2 separate regions of the Sus scrofa genome follow, and region 2 is linked to region 1. Evidence: chromatin contacts called from public Hi-C data. All regions are on one chromosome and are shown on one strand. The core of a region is the stretch at or near the end of the contact, and the rest is flanking DNA. Distances in the headings are between cores, read along the strand shown.

What was found. Hi-C and Micro-C count contacts between places; a contact is called where the count stands out from the background.
Region 2: a contact with region 1 is called in a Hi-C map of retroperitoneal adipose tissue, with 2.1 times the contacts expected there. The contact joins the enhancer-like site here to the promoter of ASAP1 in region 1. A contact is called at or near these places in 3 of 5 promoter capture datasets (fetal liver, fetal skeletal muscle and liver), 11 of 47 Hi-C or Micro-C datasets (alveolar macrophages, embryonic fibroblasts, fetal heart ventricle and 7 more) and 1 of 2 datasets of contacts at active chromatin or transcription factors (alveolar macrophages).

What each region holds. Positions count from the first base shown.
Region 1 is chr4:10,101,076-10,108,782 of Sscrofa11.1, reverse strand. ASAP1 (arf-GAP with SH3 domain, ANK repeat and PH domain-containing protein 1) reads right to left here and starts at 4,923. Exons shown (of 31, transcript XM_021088910.1): 1 at 4,695-4,923.
Region 2 is chr4:10,338,327-10,346,033 of Sscrofa11.1, reverse strand. The region is part of intron 5 of ASAP1 (arf-GAP with SH3 domain, ANK repeat and PH domain-containing protein 1); the gene reads right to left. Among named protein-coding and RNA genes, the nearest start is that of FAM49B, 130 kb to the left of the region's middle. Within about 2 kb of position 4,738, at least 27 of the 83 cell types and tissues checked have an H3K27ac peak or open chromatin away from gene starts, as enhancers often do. A contact at or near this core is called in alveolar macrophages, fetal liver, liver and 2 more, where this site is marked.

The DNA of each region.
Region 1 (7,707 bases), core at 3,674-6,173:
AGAGAATACATCTGTGTTATTTATATTTGTTACAGCAGCGAGAGGAAACTAATACACCACTTACACTAGATTTATCCCAATGTAACTTTTATTTACTTGTCTATCACTCCCACCGGTAATAACGATGATAACAGCTAACATTAGCTCAGCACTTATAACCCCAACAACACCTGCACCAAATTTTTCACACATGTGAGATCCTATAAAAAGGTAACGGCAGCGGAACAGAGCGTGAAGGTAAACACAGGGATCTGAGAGTGGGAGAGGGCGCTAAAGACACAGGTATGTTTTACCAGGTGAGTAGAGGGAGCCCAGGAGGGCATGAACACAGCGCACCCTCAGAGAGCTGAAACAGCAAGAGGTGTCCCCGCGAGCACTCCGGGAGCCTGGCTTCAGGCTGATGGTCTCTAGTCCTTAGGTCTCCCCTGAGGTCCGAAGTCACACACCCTCGCGTCTGCCTGAAATCTCCACCTGTCTGCTGTGTAGACATCTCAAGCTTAGAACAGCCAACAGGGAACCTGACTCTCCCTTTATTCTCCCCAAATGACATCCGGCTGTTAAACCCAAAAGTCGCCCTTGAGTCCTTCCCCTGCCCCACCCCATCTAATCCATCACTAAATCTCATCAAGAGCCAACACGGTTCCACTCACCACTCTCCAACTCCACTAGAAGAGGGTCCAACCTGGTCTAGGCCACCCTCATTCTTCCTGATCACTGCAGTGGTCTCCGAACTGGGTTCCCTGTTTCTCCTCTTTGCCCGCTGTGACCCTCTCGTAATACAAAAGCAGTAAAAATAATCTCCTAAAAATGTCCATCAAGGAGTTCCCACCATGGCTCAGTGGACATGAATCTGACTAATATCCATGAGGACGCAGGTTTGACCCCTGGCCTCGCTCAGTGGGTTAAGGATCCGGCATTGCCGTGGGCTGTGTTATAGGTTGAAGACAAAGCTTGGATCTGGCGTTGCTGTGGCTGTGGTGTGGGCTGCAGCTGCAGCTCTGACTCAACCCCTAGCCTGGGCATCTCCATATGCTGCGGGTTCAGCCCTAAAAAGACCCAAAAAAAAAAAAAAAAATGTCAATCAGATGCCATTCCTGAGCCTAACCTCATCCAAGGTTCCCTTTGTACTTGGAGGGGGAACGCTCCCCAGCAGGGAACTGCCCCTCCCTCCCTTGAAAACCTCACCCTGGAGTTCCCGCTGTGGCGCTACAAAAGCGAATCCGACTAGTATCCATGAGGAGGCAGGTCAGATCTCTGATCGCTAGTCTCGCTCAGTGGGTTAAGGATCCGGCATTGCCATGAGCTGTGGTGTAGGTTGCAGGTGCGATTTGGATCCTGTGGCTGTGGCTGTGGTGTAGGCCGGTGGCTACAGTTCCAATTCGACCCCTAGCCTGGGGTGCACATGCCACGGACGCACCCCAAAAAAGCACAAAAACCCCAAAACCCTTGCCCTGTGCCATTCTCACCATCCCTCTCCCACTCTGCCCAGCCCTCACTACCAGGAACACAGAGGACTTTTCGTAGTCTGATCCCTCTGCCCAGAAGGCCCTCCCCTGAAACCTCTTGCATGGTCAGTTCCTTCTTAACTTTTCAGAAGCAGAGAGGCCTTTTCCTGGCAAAACCGGGACCGGCTCTACCCCCGCCCCCACTTCACTGATGATCATTTCAATCCCTTGTGTCTGTCCTTGAAAACAAGCATCACACTCTTTCATTTGCTAGAAGTTAGCCGCTTCCTTGTTCTTGCCCAGCTCCTCCACTGGAATTCAAGCCCCATGGGGGCAAGGCCAGGCCGACGTGTTCATCACTGTTTTACCCGGATTCACACAGTGCTTAGCATGAAGCAGGTGCTCGGTGCGGGCTTGAGGAATTGACTAATGAAAGCAGAAACGGCAAGGTTGACACTGAAAGATGAGGCTGGAAATAGAAGGCCTTGAACACAGGGTCCTATTCATCTTCCGGGGACTGGCACCTCCCACAGGGGAGCCACTTAGCAAATGTGTGCTGGATGAATGAAAGCATGACTCAAATTCCAGATGAAAACTGCTCTCCTTTCCAGGCAAGGCTCCCAAGGAAACCCCCTCTCCAACCTGGGATTTCTTAGGACATAACACAGAGAGGGCATACAGCAAGTGCTCAATAAATGCTAGCTGTCACTGTCACCGTTGCTTACATGAGGATCTTTCATGCATCCCCGAGAAGAAGACTTGTTCTCCAGCCCATGAAGAGAGAGTGGCTGGGAGAGAAGTGGAGAGAAGAAACACAGGAGGGAAAAATGAGAATGCGGCAGCCAGATCCACTCAAATACCACTGAGAACTTGGAGGGAAAATGCAGAAACGATTCCAGGTAACACAGGTTCCCTTTTTTCCTCTAGACTTCGGCCACCTGGGAGGTGGGTCCTCAGGTGGGGCGAGGGAGCAGCCAGCCCCTCTGAATGCACACATGCATCTTGGGGCCTACAAGGCTTTGACTGCTTTTGAAAAAATCTGGTTCACTGTGGCTGGTGAGGAGTGGGGAGGTGGAGAGAATTTCAATTTCCTTCACCAAATGGCAAGCTTTCGAAAAAGTCCTTTCTCTCCAACATTATCACATACTAAAAATGAAAAAGCAGCCACTCGGAGCTCTCATAGGGAGAAAAATAGATGGGCTGCCTCACTCACAAGATACAGGGGGGCTGGAAATCAAGTGTAGAGAATATCATACGGTACGTTATGTGCTAAAATACTGCCCCTTTTGGGGCTTGGGAGTTTCTATTTCTTACAAAAGAATGGGATAGAGAACGGCAATTCCCTATATAATAAGCCGCCCATTTTATATTGCAAATCCATTTGGCGGCTGAAGCTCCAAATCCATTTAGTGGCTGAACAGTAGAGGTTAGGGAATTTTTTCTTTATCTCAAAATATGCGGTTTGAGATAACGGCATATCTCAAAAATAGCAGCAATAACAGATAAGACAGAACAAGAGAAGGCACTAAAATGATGTAGGTTATAAAGCCAAGAAGGCGTATTGCCAAAGATTCCAGAGCTGACATACCCTAAACTGACATTAGTAAGAGGAGCACTAGACTGGGAGGCTAAAGCCTGGTCACATGACTTTGCAGGATCTCCATCACCTCTCCCAGCCTCATCTGGAGAAGGAGAAGGAGCTCCCCGCTGTAGAGCACAGGGAATTATATCTAATCACTTGTGATGGAACATGATGGAGGATAATGGGAAAAAAGAATGCATATAAATGTCTAACTGGGTCACTTTCGCTGTATAGCCGCCATTGACAGAACATTGTTAATTAACTATAATAACAAAACATTTATTTATTTATTTGTCTTTTTGCTATTTCTTGGGCCACTCCCGCGCAGCATATGGAGGTTCCCAGGCTAGGGGTTGAATCGGAGCTGCAGCTGCCAGCCTACGCCAGTGCCACAGCAACGCAGGATCCTAGCCGCATCTGCGACCTACACCACAGCTCAAGGCAACACCAGATCCTTAACCCACTGAGCAAGGGCAGGGATCGAACCCACAACCTCATGGTTCCTAGTCGGATTCATTAACCACTGAGCCACGACAGGAACTCCGACAAAACATTTTTTTAAAAAAGAAGGAGCTGAAACAACTGTTCTCAGGGACGCTTTTTCTTTCTGAGCTGTGGAGATGTGACGCTTCCAGAAGACCTGCATCTTCTTGCTATAAGATGAACCTCCAACTGCAAAGTGCAAAGGCCTGGGGCTGAGGTTTGATGGAGAGCGAAAACTGGCCTCCATACTGAATTATGTTTTACAATCCCCAAACATTACTCAGCAAACCGTGCCCCGCTGTCATCCCAGAATCCATTCTGCCAAGACAACCTGACCGAGTCTAGGGGGAAAAAAGTGGGAGAAAGTTCTTGTTCTTTCTGATTTGTGCAGGTAAAGCTGAGGTCACGCGGCCGATGGGCTGAACTTGGCTCTCCATCCCCCTGCGCTAGTGGAAAAATAAATTATTAAAGGAAACCGCTTTAGGAATGCCAGAGAGCAACTCTCGGGATGTATGAAACCGCAGAATGCCAGACGCCAGTGAGTTTCTTTTTTTCTTTGAAACTTCACGTCGCTCTCCGAAAATGCAGCAGGTCCCAAAATGGTACAAGCACAAACACCAGCCACTTTCCTGTCTTCCCGTCAACAACCCCCAAATCTCGAGTGGGAATGTTTTCGTTCGCTTGAAGCAAGTGGCCTGGGGCCTGCGTGGCAGCGCCGAGTCCCAGCCGGGGCCGGGGGCCGGGGGCCGGGGGCTCGGGGCCGGGCCGGCCGCTCCAGGAACGGCGGGGAACTTTGCTCCGCCGCGCCAGGGAGACAATGCCGCGGCCAGCGCCCGCGCCTGCAGCCGGGAGGGCGCCCCATCCGCCGGCCCCGGCCCCCGGGCGCGCTGCCCGGGCTCCTCTCCGGGAGGGCGCGCGGAGCCCCCCCCGCCGCCCCGAGCGGCCTCACCCCCGCATCCCTGGGGCGCGGACCCCCCTGGACCGCCGAGCCCGGCCCTGCGGAGCCCGCGGCCGGCGCCCTCCCCGCGCACCAGGCACCCCGCCGCGGAGTCCGGACCCGCCCGGCGCCCTGTGCCGGCTCCTCTCCGAGCGGGGGCCGGGCAGGGGGCGCCGAAGACCCAGGACCCTCCCACCCCCCACCGCGCGCGGCCCCGCCGAGCCCGTCCGGGCGCCCCGCGACTCACCGGGACCGGGCGGGCCGCTGGGCATTATTCCATCGCGGGCTTGGCGCCGGCTTCTCGGCGGCGGCGCAGACGCCCGCGCCCCGGCTCCCCTCGGCCGGCCGATCGTGGCTCTCGGAGCGGAAAGCGGGCGGCGGCCGGAGCAGCCGGCGGGGCGGGAGGCGCGGGCCGGGGGCTGCCGGAGCGCGGAGTGCCGGCCCGTGGCGGCGGCGGCGGCGGCAGCGGCGAGGCGCGGGAGCCGAGCGCGGCGCAGGAAGGGGCGGGCGACCATGTGCCGAGGGGAGGAGGCCGCAGCGACGCGCGCGGCTCGGACGATCCCGCTCGGCGGCGGAGGGCGCGGGTTTCAGGAAATCCAAACACTTCGACAGGAAATCGGAATCCTGACTAAGCATTCCCGGCCCCGCGGCCGCCCCACGCCGGGGGCTCCCGCCTCGCTTAACCCTTGGCCCGCCGGCACGCTGGCCGGGGGCAGGCGGGGTCTCTGACCCCGGCCTGGACCTGAGAGCTGGACTGGGGTCGGGCGACCTGCTCCTTGGGCCTCACACCGGCCCTGGCCTGCCTCCCCCTCTCTCAGAGGGGGAAGCGGTGGGATTTGTCCCGATCAAACCTTGGCCTTGGGAGGTGCCTTTCTCTGGCCCTCCGACACCCGGGAATGGCCTTGGCCCCGCTTGCATCTGCGGAGGATGAACTTGCAATCTCCCGGCCATTTCCCCGCTTTTTCCTAAAAGAAACGACTTTACCTGGCTGCCCCCTTTCTCTGCTTCCGCCCTGCTAGTTTCCTCAGTTTTACCCGGGACCAGGTGGCATGGACTTTCCAGGTCAAGGTAGTATAGGAATAGTTTGGAGGTTAATAGTGCGGACTTTGGGCTCAGACCTGGGATGGAAGCTGGACTTTGCCCCTTTTTTTCATAACTCTGTTACCTTGGGTAAGTCCCTTAACTTCTCTGAGCCTCTGGTTCCTCACATGTGAAATGAGGTAGTAATACCGCCCTCAAATCAAATCAGTGAGGTTTGATTCGAAAACCGAGCGTCTAGTCAGGGGACTGACTGCATTCTAAGTGCTCAAATAAATGATAGCCATGATTGTCTTTATTACCAAAAGAGACGTCAGAGAAAGGAAAGTTTTAACTGGTGAGGGGTGTGCTGTGCCCTCTATAGCCACAAAGCCTCAAAATTTCATTTCCCTCCGTGTCACCCAGTGACTGTTTTTCTCTGCAGCATTTCAGACACTGCTCTCTGCAGAGGAAAAGGTTAGTGGCTATGGCAGACCCCCTTCTGGTGAAATCTGAAACTCAGCAAACCTTGCAGAAGTTGGTATTTTGCTCTTAATCGGGAGCGTCAGGACGAGGTGGGGGGTTGTTAAAAAGTCCAGGGAGGCTTTACAAAGCCTCTTACTTTTGAGAAAACCAAAGTAAATCTTCATCCAGTCAGGCCTGGACTAGGTGGCCAGTGGGAGTGATTCATTGTGGTTTCCCACGGAAATGCCACATTTGGGGGTTTTCTACCTGGAGAATGCAGCTTGGTGGTTTTGCTATAAGTGTTTCACATTCCCTTGAAACCCATTCTGACTTTGAAGAGGGAACAACATACCCATGAGTGAAAACCAAAGCTTGAAATGAGCCAGCTAGGCACTGAAAGTTACCTATCAACTCTAAGCAAGGACAAGACATCAGTTTTAGACCCAGTCTCTTTTCTGTAACTCTTTTTCAGTGGTCAGAAGCAGTGGGACAGCCTCCTGATTTGGGCCCAGGAATCCAGCGTCCTGCCCCAGGCCCTTTGCAGCTGCTGTTCCCTCTGCCTGCAAGAATCTCTATGTGGCTGTTGGTGGCACTTAGCTCACAGCTCAGAAGTCAAGTCCTCAATAGGAGCTTTCCAACCATTGATTCTACTTGTCTTTCTTTTTCATATGGAGGTTCCCAGGCTAGGCGTCGAATCAGAGCTGCAGGCGCTGGCCTAAGCCACAGCCACAGCAACTCAGGATCTGAGCCAGGTCTGCAACCTACACCACAGCTCATGGCAACGCCAGATCCTTAACCCACTGAGCAGGGCCGGGGATCGAACCCATGTCCTCATGGATGCTAGTCGTGTTCATTAACCACTGAGCCAAGACGGAAACTCCTGGTTCTAGTTGTCTTTGACACTCACCTCTCCCACACATCACATGCCCCGCTTCATTGCTTTGCAGTCCTTGTCACGGTTTAATTTTTCCTGTTTATTTGGTTGGTTGTTCATCATCCGTCTCCCCCTACATGGGTGAGCTGCCTTAGGGCCGGATTTCTCCTTGTCTCCATCGCATCTGTATCCTGGTGCCAAAAACAGTGCTGGTCCACAGGAAACCCTCCATAAAGACATGTCCAGTGAATGAAAGGGGCAAACAGGGTGAGAGTCGCAGGTTCACTCTGTCCCTTAGCTTCCTGTATCTTCCAGTTTGGCCGGGAGGCTTTCAAAAGGGAAAGCCCAGTGTAATGGAAGAAGCGCCAGACGGCTCTATTAAAGGATCTGGAAAGTTAAAGCTGTAAGTAATTAAGACTGTCAGAGGACATAATTTCGGTCTCCTTGGTACAGTCCCAGTTAATTGCGTCCTCCTTTGTGCTCCCCCAGCACGTCTGTTCGTGTAAAGAACGTATCCATCACATTCTACGCTTGCGAAGTGAGTGCGCTCCTCGGTCAGACTGCAAACTCTGAGTTGGAGGGAAAGGAGAGGAGCCTGTGTTTATTGTCCCCTTATTCTCAGGGGGCCCCTGAGCATGCAAATTGAATGAATTTAAAGTCATTAAAAGGCATTGGTGGAGGAGTTCCCATCGTGGTTCAGCAGAAACAGATCTGACTAGCATCCATGAGGACGCAGAATCGATCCCTGGCCTCACTCAGTGGGTTAAGGATCTGGCGTTGCCGTGAGCTGAGGTGTAGGTCACAGAAGCAGCTCGCATCTGGCATTGCTGTGGCTCTGGCATAGGCCGGCGGCTATAGATCTAATTGGACCCCTAGCCTGGGAACCTCCATATGCTGCAGGTGT
Region 2 (7,707 bases), core at 3,489-5,988, 240 kb before region 1:
TCCATGCAGAACAAAGTAGCGCCTTAGTGTAAACTATTAAATACTCCATATAAGCAAACCCATAAACAGAGGGTGACAGTCAAGTTTAGCACACAGCCTGGAACAGAGAGGACACTTCGTAAAAGCTGGCTGATCCAAGAATATAATTTTAGAAAGTCTCTTGTTTTCTTTCTTTTTTAAAAATACTGACGTATTTATTTTATCTCATTCTCTAAATATCAGGTGTATCAACCAATGCTTAACATCGTGTAACGTTTCTGTTTAAAGAAAAGAGCTTCTGGAGTCCCCGGCATGGCACAGCAGAAAGGAATCTGACTAGGAACCATGAGGTTGCGGGTTCGATCCCTGGCCTTGCTCAGTGGGTTAAGGATTTGGCGTTGCCGTGAGCTGTGGTGTGGGTCACAGACGAGGCTCGGATCCCGTGTTGCTGTGGTTCTGGCATAGGCCGGTGGCTACAGCTCCGATTAGACCCCTAGCCTTGGAAACCTCCATATGCTGCAGGTGTGGCCCTAGAAAAGACAAAAGACCAAAAAAAAAAAAAAAAAAAAAAAAAAAAGAAAGAAAGAAAGAAAAAGGAGCCTCTGCAAGCCTGGGAGAAGAGTGTCACAAACACCTATTAATTTTTTGTTGCTGTCTTTTACCCGCGGCATATGGATGTTCCCAGGCTACGGGTCCAATTGGAGCTGAGGCCACCAGCCTACACGACAGCCACAGCCACGTGGGATGTGAGCCTCGTCTGCAACCCACACCACAGCTCAGGGCAACACCGGATCCAGATCCTTAACCCACTGAGTGAGGCCAGGGATCATGGATACTAGTCAGGTTCATTAACCGCTGAGCCATGACGGGAACTCCACAAACACCTATTAATTATCTGTGGCCCAGATGAAGGGGCTCTCTTCTAGAAAGCCTTTCTTGTTATCTGTGCTTTCTGGATGAGGGACTGAGTGAGTGAGTGAATGACTGAATCTGCCTCTGGTGACCTAGAGTGGGAAACAGTGGAGCAGAGATTTGAACTCAGCTCTAACTGACTTCAAAAGTCTTGCGACTTCTGGAAGTTTCTTTGTAGCACAGTGGGTAAGGATCTGGCATTGCTGCAGCTGTGGTGCAGGTTGCAACTGCGGTGTGAGTTTGATCCCTGGTCCAGAAACTTCCACATGCCACGATGGGTGCGGCCGAAAAAAGGAAAAAAAAAAAAAAAAAAAAAAAAAGCCACGCTATGTCTGCCAGCTCTGTGACCTCTTAACTGCTCATAAAACTGGGCAATAAGTCAATACAAGGGCCATCCATATTTAGTGGAAGATGTAGGAAGCTATTAGTTCCAAACGAAATCAGTAGGCCATTTCTTCAGGTTTTAACCTAAAGATACCACAGGCAGGGGTGTGATCTCAAATAAAGAGGCAAAGTATAAATAAAGAGGCTTAATATACTCAGAAATTACAGCCTGAAATATAAGAAATTCCAAAAGAGTAGGTGTGACGTGGAAAAGAAAATTAAAACACGGTCCAGTAAAACATCTCAGCAAGCATTTCTCAAAGTGGATCCCTGGAAAGTTAACGTTTCTCATAGAGCAAGAGGGTTTGTGGTCAGGTAACATAGAAAAGCACTGAACTGGACAGGTCTCTGTCGCTGTAGGGCGTCTCCAGCCCCTGATACCCAAACGTGCACTCTGGCTCTTTAAGGGCGTTTCGAGTGCGTCGCAGTCCAGACCTCTGGCCGGAACTAGGCAAGGGATTCGGGGTTCAAGGACATCTCCGAGGGAAGGCGCCTCACACTCTGCTGCCCCCGCTCCCAGGCGAGCGGGAGCAGGTGCTGTGGGTGCAGCCTGGCCACTGAGCATGGGTGTCCAGGGCGTATACGGCTCAAAGCACCCACCTGGCAGGTACAAGTGGAGCCCGAAACCCAGCCATGCTCCCCTCACTGAGCACGTTCCCCGGTGCTCCAGCCGAGAGGCCTCGCCCAGGATGGCCATGGGCCATCAAGGCAGAGAGGAAAGGGCCAAAGGAGCGAATGTGAGGCTGAGTTTGGCGGAGTTCTCTGAGCCGAGAAAAATACCTGCATCTGCTTTTCACAACGTACGTCCAGATGTGGGCCTAGAGAAGGGGCTCTGGAGGCTTCTGGGACTGAGATCACGCAGACAGAAGGCAGCTAATTATCTCCAAACGATGTTTGCCTTATGCTTACACCCCTGTTTTGCTTGCTGTTCTTCAAATCAATACTTTTTACTTAAATAAGCTAAACGTAAACTTTATGGAACAACTACATGAGGGAAAGCTGTGAGAGGGCCTCCCGTGACTCTCGTTTTTCTCCTCCTCGGCTTGGCAAACCTTGTAGACAGGAGGGGCCTCCCTCTGCCTGGGTCTCTGTATTACTGCTACTGTGTGAGCAGACCCCTCAGTAGACGGGACGGGAGGAGGAAGTAAACCCTTCCTACCTTACGCCGTGGGGAACTGGGGGCTGAGTTATTACTGCAGCGTATCCTCACCTATCCAAACTAATGCAACATGTAAAAAAGCGCTTTTCAAACAGTGCCCGGCATGTAGTAAGCCCACGATAAAACACTTAACATCAGTATTATTTGTAGAGACAAAGAGTTAACCATAGAAATAATGAAAACTTTACCAGCCTGAAGGCTTCAATCAGATCTTTGTTTAAAAGAGGTGCTGATAAGCAAATGTCAGGAACCTCCTCTTCCACACTGGCCGCTGGCTAATGAACCCCCTTCCCCAGCAAGTACGAGTTTCTTTCTCCCTCCCTCCTCTTTCTTCCTCGATCACAGAACCCCAGTTCTCAAATATAAGTCTCTTCTAGCATCAAAATGCTGTTCTGTGAGTCTCTTTCAAGTGGAATACTACTCGGTAGCCACATAACCACAAACACACAACGTTAAATCAAAAGCATTATTCATGGCACATAAAATTCACAGGATGAAAAGAACGCTATTTCAAATGCATTATTAGAACTTCCTTTTTTTTAAAAAAAAAACTTTTAATGTAAATCCTTAAAAGAAGAAAAAAAAAGAAAAACATGCTAAAATTTGCTCTTAGGCTTCCAGGAGTTCTGAATATTGGATGTACTTAAAACAAGGTACATCTGGGAGTTCCCGTCGTGGCGCAGCAGGCAATGGTTAAGAATCCCGACTAGGAACCATGACGCTGTGGGTTTGATCCCTGGCCTGGCTCAGTGGGTTAAGGATCTGGCATAGCCCTGAGCTGTGGTGTAGGTCACAGATGCGGCCTGGATCCCAAGTTGCTGTGGCTGTGGTGTAGGCCGGCGGCAACAGCTCCGATTCGACCCCTAGCCTGGGAACCTCCATATGCCGCAGGTGCGGCCCTAAAAGGACAAAGGAAACAGACAAAAACAAAAAACAAAAACAAACAAGGTGCATCGTACTGATGACTGTAAAATTCAAATCCTATAAAGGGAATTACTATTTAGTTATACAGTGAAATATTATATAACCTGTTAAAGTGATTTTGCAATTTTATTTGTACGGTCAAGGAGAGCTAACAAGCTTTAAAAGAAGTTTGCAAAATGTATGTATAACACAAAGTCTTTTAAAAAAACAAAACTGATTTAATAACAAAACCTGACCTGACCTGACCTGAATTCACTTTGTGGCTAGCCTGGACTTGAAATAAGTGGGACTCTTCATTTATCCTTCATGTAACTATTTACCTGAGAAGTCACTAGGGGGCGTTACATAACATAGGGCAATGCACACCCATTGCCGTTCTGAAATCTGTAAAATGCTGAATTTTGAAAAACATCTAACCCCAAGTGTTTTTTTTTCTTTTTTTTTCCTTGTCTTTTGTCTTTTTCAACCCAGGCTAGGGGTTGAAATAGAGCTATAGCTGCCGGCCTACACCACAGTAACACAGGATCCGAGCGGCGTCTGTGACCTACACCATAACTCTGTGACCTATACCATAGCGTATGGCAACACCAGATCCTTAACCCACTGAGCAAGGTCAGGGATAGAACCCACGTCCTCATGGATACCAATCCATGGGCTCGTTACTGCTGAGCCATGACGGGAACTCCTAACCCCAAGGGTTTTGAAGAAGAGACCATGGACTTGGATGACACGTGCACACATAATATGTGTATTTGTGTATAAATGATCAGCATCTGTGCCTAAATCTATGACACTGTTTCAGAGGAAAAACTGTACTATTAGTATTATCCTAAGTTTGCATTATGTAATGACTTTTAGTTTCTGACTTAAAATTTCCTTTTTCTTAAATTTGTATGAACACACACAACTTTCAGAATAGAAAGGAAAAAGAAAACCTCTTCCTTCTTACCCACCCTCCCAACCACGCGGACAGCTCTCATGTCACGAAACATCCCATAATACTAATGGGCAGCACAGCATTTCGGGACATGAGATCCCTGGCCTGAAACCTGCCAATTATGGATTACCATTTTGCAAGATGATGGGCGTTTTAAAATGTATGATAGAATCCAGAACACCCAGGGCCTACCAATTTACTACGGAGGGTATGCATGCTTTCAGCACTTTTCCGTGTTTCAAAGAACAACCTGAGCAATAATCTGTCTGCTGCAAATGGAGACCCAAACAGCACATTTCTAACTAGTCTCATGTGAAGGGAAAAGAAAAGAAATGAACCATTAAAAAAAAATCCTTAACCCCAACCACAATACCCTGCAGTCAGAGGTTGCAAACAGGAAATGCTGCGCAGCTGGAGAAATCTTTGCTTTGCTTCAGCAGCTCTGAAGCAATAACTGCCTTCTAACGCTTAACGGCGGTTCAGGCTCTGAAGCAAGCGAGAACTGTCCAAAGGCTCGTGGAAAAGCAGGCATCGGGCCGCGGAGTCCGGGCGGGACGAACACCCTCCTGGGCACCTCCCACTATTCCCAAAGAGCTTTTTCGCGTTTCTAAACCTGCTGCCACATTGGGGCTCTTGGGGTCTGGTTTAAATGGTTTTCCTCTGCCCATTGAGAATCTATTTCAATCCACCAATTACTCCTCTCCCATCCCGTTTGTGTGGTTCGGTAATAAAACGGATGCGATGCTCTGTTGACTCCTTAGCTTCTCCGCCAGGATCACAGGATGACGGCTTGACGCTGGGTACAGAGCAGACCCAGTGCTGTTTCGCAAGTATACTGCTTTCGTTGCAAGAGCGGACCAAAAAAGAAAGGACTAAAAATAATCTTGGTTCTGTGCATTTAGGCAAATGAAAAATAAAAAACACTGAGAAACAGCCAAAGTTCAAGATCACTGTTTCCTTCCTCCTTTTTTTTCCTTACAAGGAAGACCCTCACCATTAATGTATTAACTAAAGGGCGTCTGAAGCAGAAGGACCTGAATACATAAAGGCCTGGAAGCAAGACACAGCCTTTGCTCTGTCCGCAACCGACGCTGATCAGGAAGGCCTCTTTTATATAAGGGTGATTTCAGAGAGACTGGTAAGTCACCCAAAGAAATACCTCTCTCTCTCTTTTTTTTTTTTTTTGGGTCTTTTTGCCTTTTCTAGGGCCGCTCCCACGGCACATGGAGGTTCCCAGGCTAGGGGTGGAATCAGAGCTGTAGCCACCAGCCTACGCCAGAACCACAGCAACGTGGGATCCGAGCCACATCTGTGACCTACACCACAGCTCACGACAACGCCGGATCCTTAACCCACTGAGCGAGGCCAGGGATCGAACCCGCAACCTCTTGGTTCCTAGTCGGATTCGTTAACCACTGAACCATGACGGGAACTCCGAGAAATATTTCTTATAATTAAAAAAAGGCTACTATCTACTACGCAGACTATGAACCAAACCTATGAAAGATACTTGACATAAAACCCCAAGCCCTTAAAACCTCGCCATAAACATATTAAAAACATCAACAAAATAGGTCACGTCGGCTCCTTCTTGCCTCTCACCACTAAGAGGCAGTACTCTGCAGACAGAGTCAAACGGGACCAACGGATCCACTTCCAGGAGGAAACGGCTAAATGGCTTCACCTTCGGGAAGGGGGACCCCATAAAGGTCTTCAACTGGAGGGAAAAATTCGAAAGACTGGTTTAGAAAACCTCTAACAGTTAAAAGGAAGTAGAAAGTGGTCTAAAGGACTAGCAGAGAGGTGAGGAGTGAAGAGTCCGGCTTTTGCTCTGTACTTTTGTTTTACTCTCCCGTCTGTCGTGTGACTTTCTCCAACTTTCCCTCCCTCACGAGACTCTGATAACTTACATTCTTATTAACCTTATTATTTTGAAAAAAATTATAGATTCACACCCAAAAGTGGCAAAATAGTACAGAGAGGTTCTCTGTAGGTAGTCAACCCACTTCTCTGAATAGGCTACATGGGCTATAAACCACGTTATCAAAACCCAGAAATCAACCCTGGCATGAGACAAATAATAAACTACAGACCTTATCTGAATTTCACCAGCTTTTATGTGCGCATATTTTCTGGTATATTTGTGTATATTTCTAGGACATTTTACCACATGTATAGATACAGCACAACTGCCCCCCAGTCAAGACACAGAACTGTCCTAGGAACTCACTTGGGTTACGCCTCTACGGTCACACCCCTGCCCTCTCCTCCAACCTGGTAACCACTGGTCTGTTCTCTAGCTCTGTAATTTTGGATGCTCTAGATTCACATCAGAAAAATACATAAATGGCAAAGTCATCTTGTTAAAATATGACTGTTTTGCGGAACTTCTTGCTTTCGCTTTAAGACATCAGCAGCCCACAGTGGGAGGACACGAAAGAAAGAGACAAAAGACTCTCCTGTACGTACTTGGGTTGTCCTGCTGGACAGGCAAGTTCTCCGCTCCTACTCCTGTCCCAGCACCTGGCTTGCCAGGGGCTGACGGGCAAGCAGATGGCCCAGCACTGGGACGAGCGCTAACCTGCCAGGGGTGAGGGGTCCTTCAGAAGGGCTCTCTGGAAAGTCACATGCTCTCCAACTTCTGAGTCTATAACTTGTCCCCAGCCGGGAAAGTGCACATGCTCTAAGGCCAACAGTAAGTGAAAGCCACCTCAGTGCAAAGTTGCTTAGGACATGAGATTTCCTCTATCTGGGGGGAAAAGCGCAGAAAAAGAGGACCAGAAAGACAAACCCTGGGAGGTCCCATTGTGGCACAGCAGAAACGGAATCCAACTAGTATTCACAGGGATACAGGTTCAATCCTTGGCCTGGCTCAGTGGGTAGGGGATCTGGCGTTGCCGTGAGCTGTGGTGCAGGCCGGCAGCTGTAGCTCCAACTGGACCCATAGCCTGGGAACTTAACTAAACTGCAGGTGTGGCCCTGAAAATCCAAAAAAAAAAAAAAAAAAAAAAAAAAAAAAAGACAAACCCAAAACAGCAATGCTGGTCATCTCAGGGTAAGAAGGATGCAAAAGAGAACCTGGAATTTGCTCTTTGTATTCTGAAATTTCCCCACTAGGAGTGTTCTTTCTTACAATCGGAGAAGAAAGAAAGTCCCTGCAGCGGCTGTTGATGGCGCAGGAGTATTCTCATTGACGCAATCTACTGATACGGTAGTGATCCACTGTGTGTGACTCAAAGACCTGGCAATTTCCACAATTTCTCCCCTTGGGGGTAGACTCTGATCCTCACGCAAGAGACAGGGGAGGAAGGGAGGCACGCCCCGCCCCACCCCTTCCAGAGAGGACACTCATGCTGGTGAGTTAGGCGACCACGTTAATCCACTTAGCAGGGCTGGACTCACAGCAAAGCCT